2 separate regions of the Capra hircus genome follow, and region 2 is linked to region 1. The links are chromatin contacts, called in public Hi-C maps. All regions are on one chromosome and are shown on one strand. The core of a region is the stretch at or near the end of the contact, and the rest is flanking DNA. Distances in the headings are between cores, read along the strand shown.

Region 1 (2,700 bases), core at 3-2,502:
AAATAAATTTGTAAAGGATCTTGGTTTTCAAAACATGTTTTGTGCATAAATTTCTCTAAACTAAGGCACCTATGTGTAAGTTTATCATTGCATTAAAACACAAAATTTAGCTCAACAACACCACACGCAAAAAAAGATTTCACCCGCAGCTCAAAACGCCATGCACCTCTCAGGATGAAGACTTAAAGAGCAGAAAGCACTTGCGTAGAAAACTGCTGGTTTTTCTGAGGACCACTCGGCCCTTGACATGCTAAGCTGTCCAGACTAACCCCAGAGGTCTTCAAAGATGTCTGATCTGTTTCGCAGGAAGCAGATTACTCCTTGGGGGCACTGCTCCATCCCAGCAGAGCAGAAATGTACCACAGAGGAGGCACAGAGGTCATCCCAGAAGGTTAATGTCCCTGGAGTATTTTCAGAGGTTCTGTTTATGCCTCAGGGAAAGGGCCGGCTCTGGAGCCTGTTGGTCCACGGCTGAGGTCAACTGTAGGGATGCTAAGTAAACCCACCTTCAGTCTTCAGACTTGACAGTGCCTTCGACAAATTCATATCCCCCCAGACACATTCTCACTTCCCAGACCTTGACTGAGCACCTGCCGTATACACACCACGTGTGCTCAGTGTGGGGAAATAAAGATCCGAGGGCAGCCCCTGCTCTTGAGTTTCTCAGTGTGAGTTGGAGACGGGTTTACTCAGCCCACAGCATCCCTACAGCCTTCCCAGCCTCTGCTCTTTCCTCCGCACGAGCTGACTTTGGGACAGTGCAGGATGACTGAGACCCAGCCCCTGCCACAGGGCCCCTGTCACCAGGGAGGAGCCCTGTGCGTGGTCAGCCAGGATGGATACTGGAGTGAACCAGAAAGGCTGTCACAGCAACTCAGGGAAGGAGGAGCCCACTCTGGGTGGGGAGACCAGAAAGAGCTCCAGGAAGAGGGGCGCAGAGGAGGAGGGCTGTTTGAGGGGCCCCTGGCTCTGAGGTGCTGACAGTCCTTCTCTGGCTTTTCTCTCCCTCCTGCCCGCAGCTGTGGCCCCAGTTCTGCAGAGCCCTGATGGGAACTGGATGGCCCTGAAGGATGGGGCTCTGCCCCCAACCCGCCTGCTGCCCAAACCTAAGAGCGGCACGTTTCAGGCCCTGGAGGCGGCCTCCAGCGTGGCATCCGCCTACGATGATCTGGGCTCTGACAGCGAGGAGGACTTTGACTGGAGGGAGGCCTTGAGCACGCTGTGCCTGCAGCCCCGGGCTCTGCCCGGGGAACCCCAGACTCAGCCCGCACAGGCTCCGGGCTCAGACCAAGGCCCCTCTGCCTCCTCTGGGCCCTCGCCTAACCCCGAGGCTATGTGGTCTGACTCGGAGACCTCCTCGGTGGGCTCATCCCGGGAAGCTGGGCACCGGGCCAGGCTGTCCTGGTTGCAGAGGAAGGCCCCCCGGAACCCCGCAGCCGAGAAGATGCGCCTACAGGGAGAGCTGGATGTGAACTTCAACCTTCAGGCAGCTGGCAGGGAGACCTCAGACAGCAGCGAGCCTGAGGAGGCCCCCCACGCTGCAGATCGGAGGGCCAGAAGGTGGAGGAGGGCCCGGGGGGGCTCCGAGGAGCTAAGCAAGGAATTGCCTTCCCCCAGTGGCCACCCTCTGGAGCTGGACACACATCAGGTAACAAAGCAGGGTGCACATAAGCACCCACTCATTTTTAAGTATGCTGTGCCCCTCTCCAAGCAAGAGTGGCATGGAGAGTCCTGGATTCTGAATCCACAGACCCAGGTTCTTATCTTGGTTTTGCCACTGACACAGGTCACAACTCTTGGAGGCATACCCTCCTCTCTGGAGATGAGAGCTTAGAGTTCAAAGTGGGCTTGCAAAGTGTGGCCCCCAGACCAGCCGCAACCATAGCACCTAGGAACTTATTAGAAATGCACATCCTTGGGCCCTGCCCCAGAGCTGCTGAATCCAACATTCTGGGGATGGAGCCCAAACTGTCTTGGTGATTCTGCTGTGTGTTAAAGTCTGAGGGCCCCTGGCATGGAGTTAAGGGGATGGGATCTAGAATCAGCCTGCCTGCGTTCAAATCCAGCCGTGTGACTTTGGACAAGGCATCTTCTTCGGTCTCAGTTTCCTCATCTGTCAAATGGGGATATTAGAACCCACTTCAGAGAATGGCTGTGATGAGTGGATACGTTTGTAAAGAGCTGAGCTCTCTCCTAGAACACAAACAAGGGCACAGTCAGTGTTGTTCCGATCGCGTAACTGAGGGCACAGTTTACTAACATTCTGTGATTCTTGGTTCCCATCATAAGCCATCTCGAGAGTCCTCAGTGCCTCCTCCCTCATGGTTTAGCTCATGAACCCCCTTAGAGAATCTGATTAAAGCTACAGAGTCTCTCTCTAGAAAAACGCTCCTCTATGCACACACTCTCTCTCTCTCTCTTTTTTTACTTACAGTGTCAGGCAGTTCGTGGACCCGCATCCAGATTAACTTGCTATTCTCTGGAAACACCCCGCGCATCCCCAGCTCTGGGTCTAAGATCATGCTGTGACCTTGCCCTCATCTCTCCCTGGCCATCCATGGTGATCTCTTCCACAGGGATCACCGTGGACTGAGTATTAAACTCTGTGATGCCAACGGAGGCCTCCCCATAGCAATGTTTTCTAAAGTGACATAGGTGAAGCCTGGAAAGTTCACGTGCCCTTTTGAGCCGTTTGGAGCC
Region 2 (2,700 bases), core at 190-2,689, 77 kb after region 1:
TGCGGATTGTCCATCCACAGCTAAAACTGTGGAGAGTAGATTCCTAAAACTAGAGGGAAAATAAGACTCCACCTACATTTTCACTAATCTCTTAACAAAAGTTAGCCTTTGTTTCATTATGAATGCTGGCAACATCAACGTAGTATCTGAAGGATCTGTAACTTTGCACTAGCAGAAGTCACTATTTTCATATTACATTTCTGATGCTTACAGACATCTCAAAATATTTGTCACCTTTTCGAAATTCCAGCCTTTGTGAGATCTGCTGCTAGATCTTCTCAATTAAGGCATTAGTAAAGAAGCAATACTATGTTATCAATCTATTGGTTTTAATTTCAATACACTGTTTCCTTTGTAATCCAACATTTTTTATTTCACGCACTTAAAAGGATTATTCTGAGAATGGGTCCATAGGTTTCACAAGACTGCCACGGCACAAAACAAAGTTAAGAATCCCTGACTTTCAGTCTATCTCTTTGCTTCCAGAAGGCCAACCAAGTTTTACAATCGAGCACCTGACTGGGTGAGCCCATTCCCATAGTCTCAGGTTTGTTTTCTGTTTATAGCTTGATAGGAAGATATTACTGTTCTGGTGTCTGACTCTGTCAATTAACCTTCGTGTTCAAGGTTCTGTGTTAAGCTGACAGGTTGATTTTCTGGTGCATTCGGTCGACTTGGGGAATATATGTGACTCCCACTGGATGCCAGGCCTTCAATGAAGCTGGGCAGTGGTTTCGAAGCGCGGTTCCAGATCAGTAGAATTAGCGTATCCTGGCAGCTTGTAAGATACGCAAATTCTCGGGTCACTCCCCAGACGTCCTAAAACTGAAGCTGCGGGGTGTCTATCAGTCTGTATTTTAAGCCCTGGGGGAGATGTACGCTAGAGTTTGAGAACCACCGTGGTAGACACTCGGAGGACAGAACAATCCTGGGTAGGAGGTCCCCACCTCGACCCTTAGTAGGAACTAACAGGGTTCCTACAACCGGACGGGGCAGGAGATGGGGAAGGGAGGTGATGAGGCACGAAAGCCGGGACTTCGGGCCTTGTTCTGCTCCTGTACCCCGATTTTACTTAGATTACCCAGGGCCTCGAGGGTGACTGATGGGAGATTATCCGCCTCCCCTCCCCTGGCCCCGCCAGCACCGACCCCTCCGGGCTGCCACCCTACGGCTAGAAAAGACGAGTCAAGGGAGAGTGTGCGAGAGAGCGGAGAGGACAGCTCTAGACAACGAGGGTTCTAGCCAGACAGATCGGCAGCTCGCTAAACCCTTCCCTGCCCAAGCCACCCGGTGCTGGGGGGCGCACACCCTGCTGGGAATTGAGGTCCCGGAAGCCCACCCCTTCCAGGCTTTCCGGACTGTCTTGCCTCGAGAAAACTACAAGTCCCAGAGTGCTCGGCGCGGGCGGGTCACGTGGGAGGGGCGGCGGGCGCGGCTAAATAGTCTCCGTCGGCCATTTTGTGGGAGAAGCTGCAGCGCCGCCTCTTCTTTCGCGTCTTCGCATCCGTTGCCGCCGCCTCTTCCTCCGCCTCCTCCTTCGCCTCTTCCTGCCTCCTCCCGGCTTCCGCCGCCGCCGCCGCCGCTCAAGCCGCATCCCAGCCCCGGGGCCAAGCGTCTCCGTATTTATTTCCGTTTTTTCGCCACTACAGCCTCCTGACACGGTGATCCGGGCGGGCCCCGCAGGAATTTTATCCCCACACCGGCCTCACACTAGTATCGCATGTCCACTATCCAGAACCTCCAATCTTTCGGTAAGAGCGGGTCGCCCCGCCGCCTCCTCCCGCCCGCCGCGTCCTCCGCGCGCCTCTCGGCTGTCCAGCCGCCGCTGCCCGCCCCCGGCGGGGCCGCTCCCCTGCTCCCCGCCTCGCAGGGCCCCCGGTCGCCCTCCCCGCACCCCGAGTGGGGCTTTGTCTCGGCGCCCAGAAGATGGCGACTGGGCCCCGGGCGACCCCCTCCCTGAAGACGGCCCCCGGAGCCCCGGCCGCGGACCCTGTGCCGCCCGCTGCCCGCTCCCGGACCGGCCTGCGCCTCGCTTCTGCCTCCTGCCACCTCTGCGACCCTGTGCCGCCCCCAGACCTGCCCTGCTGCTGGCCAGGGGGACGCCGGCCCGGGCCGGGGTGTCGGCGTCCATTAGCGGTCGGGGCTGTTGTGTGAGCGGCTCTCGGGGGCATTTAGTAGAAGACGCGGCCGATCAGGCCTCTGATCTGTTACAGGGTAGTGGTCCAGTTCTCTCCGTGTAGCACTCTTGATTGAGATACGTGCATCTTTTTCCCAGGCAGAGTTACTGTTAAATGACTAGGAGGTATCTGTGAATCTTTCTGTTGTCATCAGAATGTAATCGAGATGACGCACATTTTTTATAGTGGCTATAAAATTAAGGTCTTAAAATCTCAGGATTATGTTCAACGATAACATTATCCACCTGTAAGCGTTTTTCTCTTCCGGTATTGGTGGGCATACCTGTTTAAAAACCTCATTTTGTGAGAGTACCTTAGCGGTTTCATCAATGACCTACGCTTATGACTGCCCCCTCCCCCCGCCCGCCCCGCATCCCCACCTGCAGAAAAAAAGCAGAGGCACTAGAACCTTCTTTGCTGAGTGTCTAGATTGTAGCGAACCATGTATCTGGAAATTACTAACTAAAAGATATTTTCCTGCTTTGGATTTTTCTGTATTCCCTTTGCAGACCCCTTTGCTGAT

What was found. Hi-C and Micro-C count contacts between places; a contact is called where the count stands out from the background.
Region 2: a Hi-C map of blood shows a contact between it and region 1, with 4 times the contacts expected there. The contact joins the promoter of EIF1B here to the enhancer-like site in region 1. A contact is called at or near these places in 4 of 5 Hi-C or Micro-C datasets (blood and liver).

What each region holds. Positions count from the first base shown.
Region 1 is chr22:12,952,394-12,955,093 of ARS1.2, forward strand. It overlaps MYRIP (rab effector MyRIP), which reads left to right. Exons shown (of 16, transcript XM_018038375.1): 9 at 1,020-1,648. Among named protein-coding and RNA genes, the nearest start is that of EIF1B, 77 kb to the right of the region's middle. Within about 2 kb of position 1,253, at least 1 of the 5 cell types and tissues checked has an H3K27ac peak or open chromatin away from gene starts, as enhancers often do.
Region 2 is chr22:13,029,062-13,031,761 of ARS1.2, forward strand. It overlaps EIF1B (eukaryotic translation initiation factor 1b), which reads left to right and starts at 1,440. Exons shown (of 4, transcript XM_018038429.1): 1 at 1,440-1,751; 2 at 2,687-2,700. The coding sequence starts at 1,721.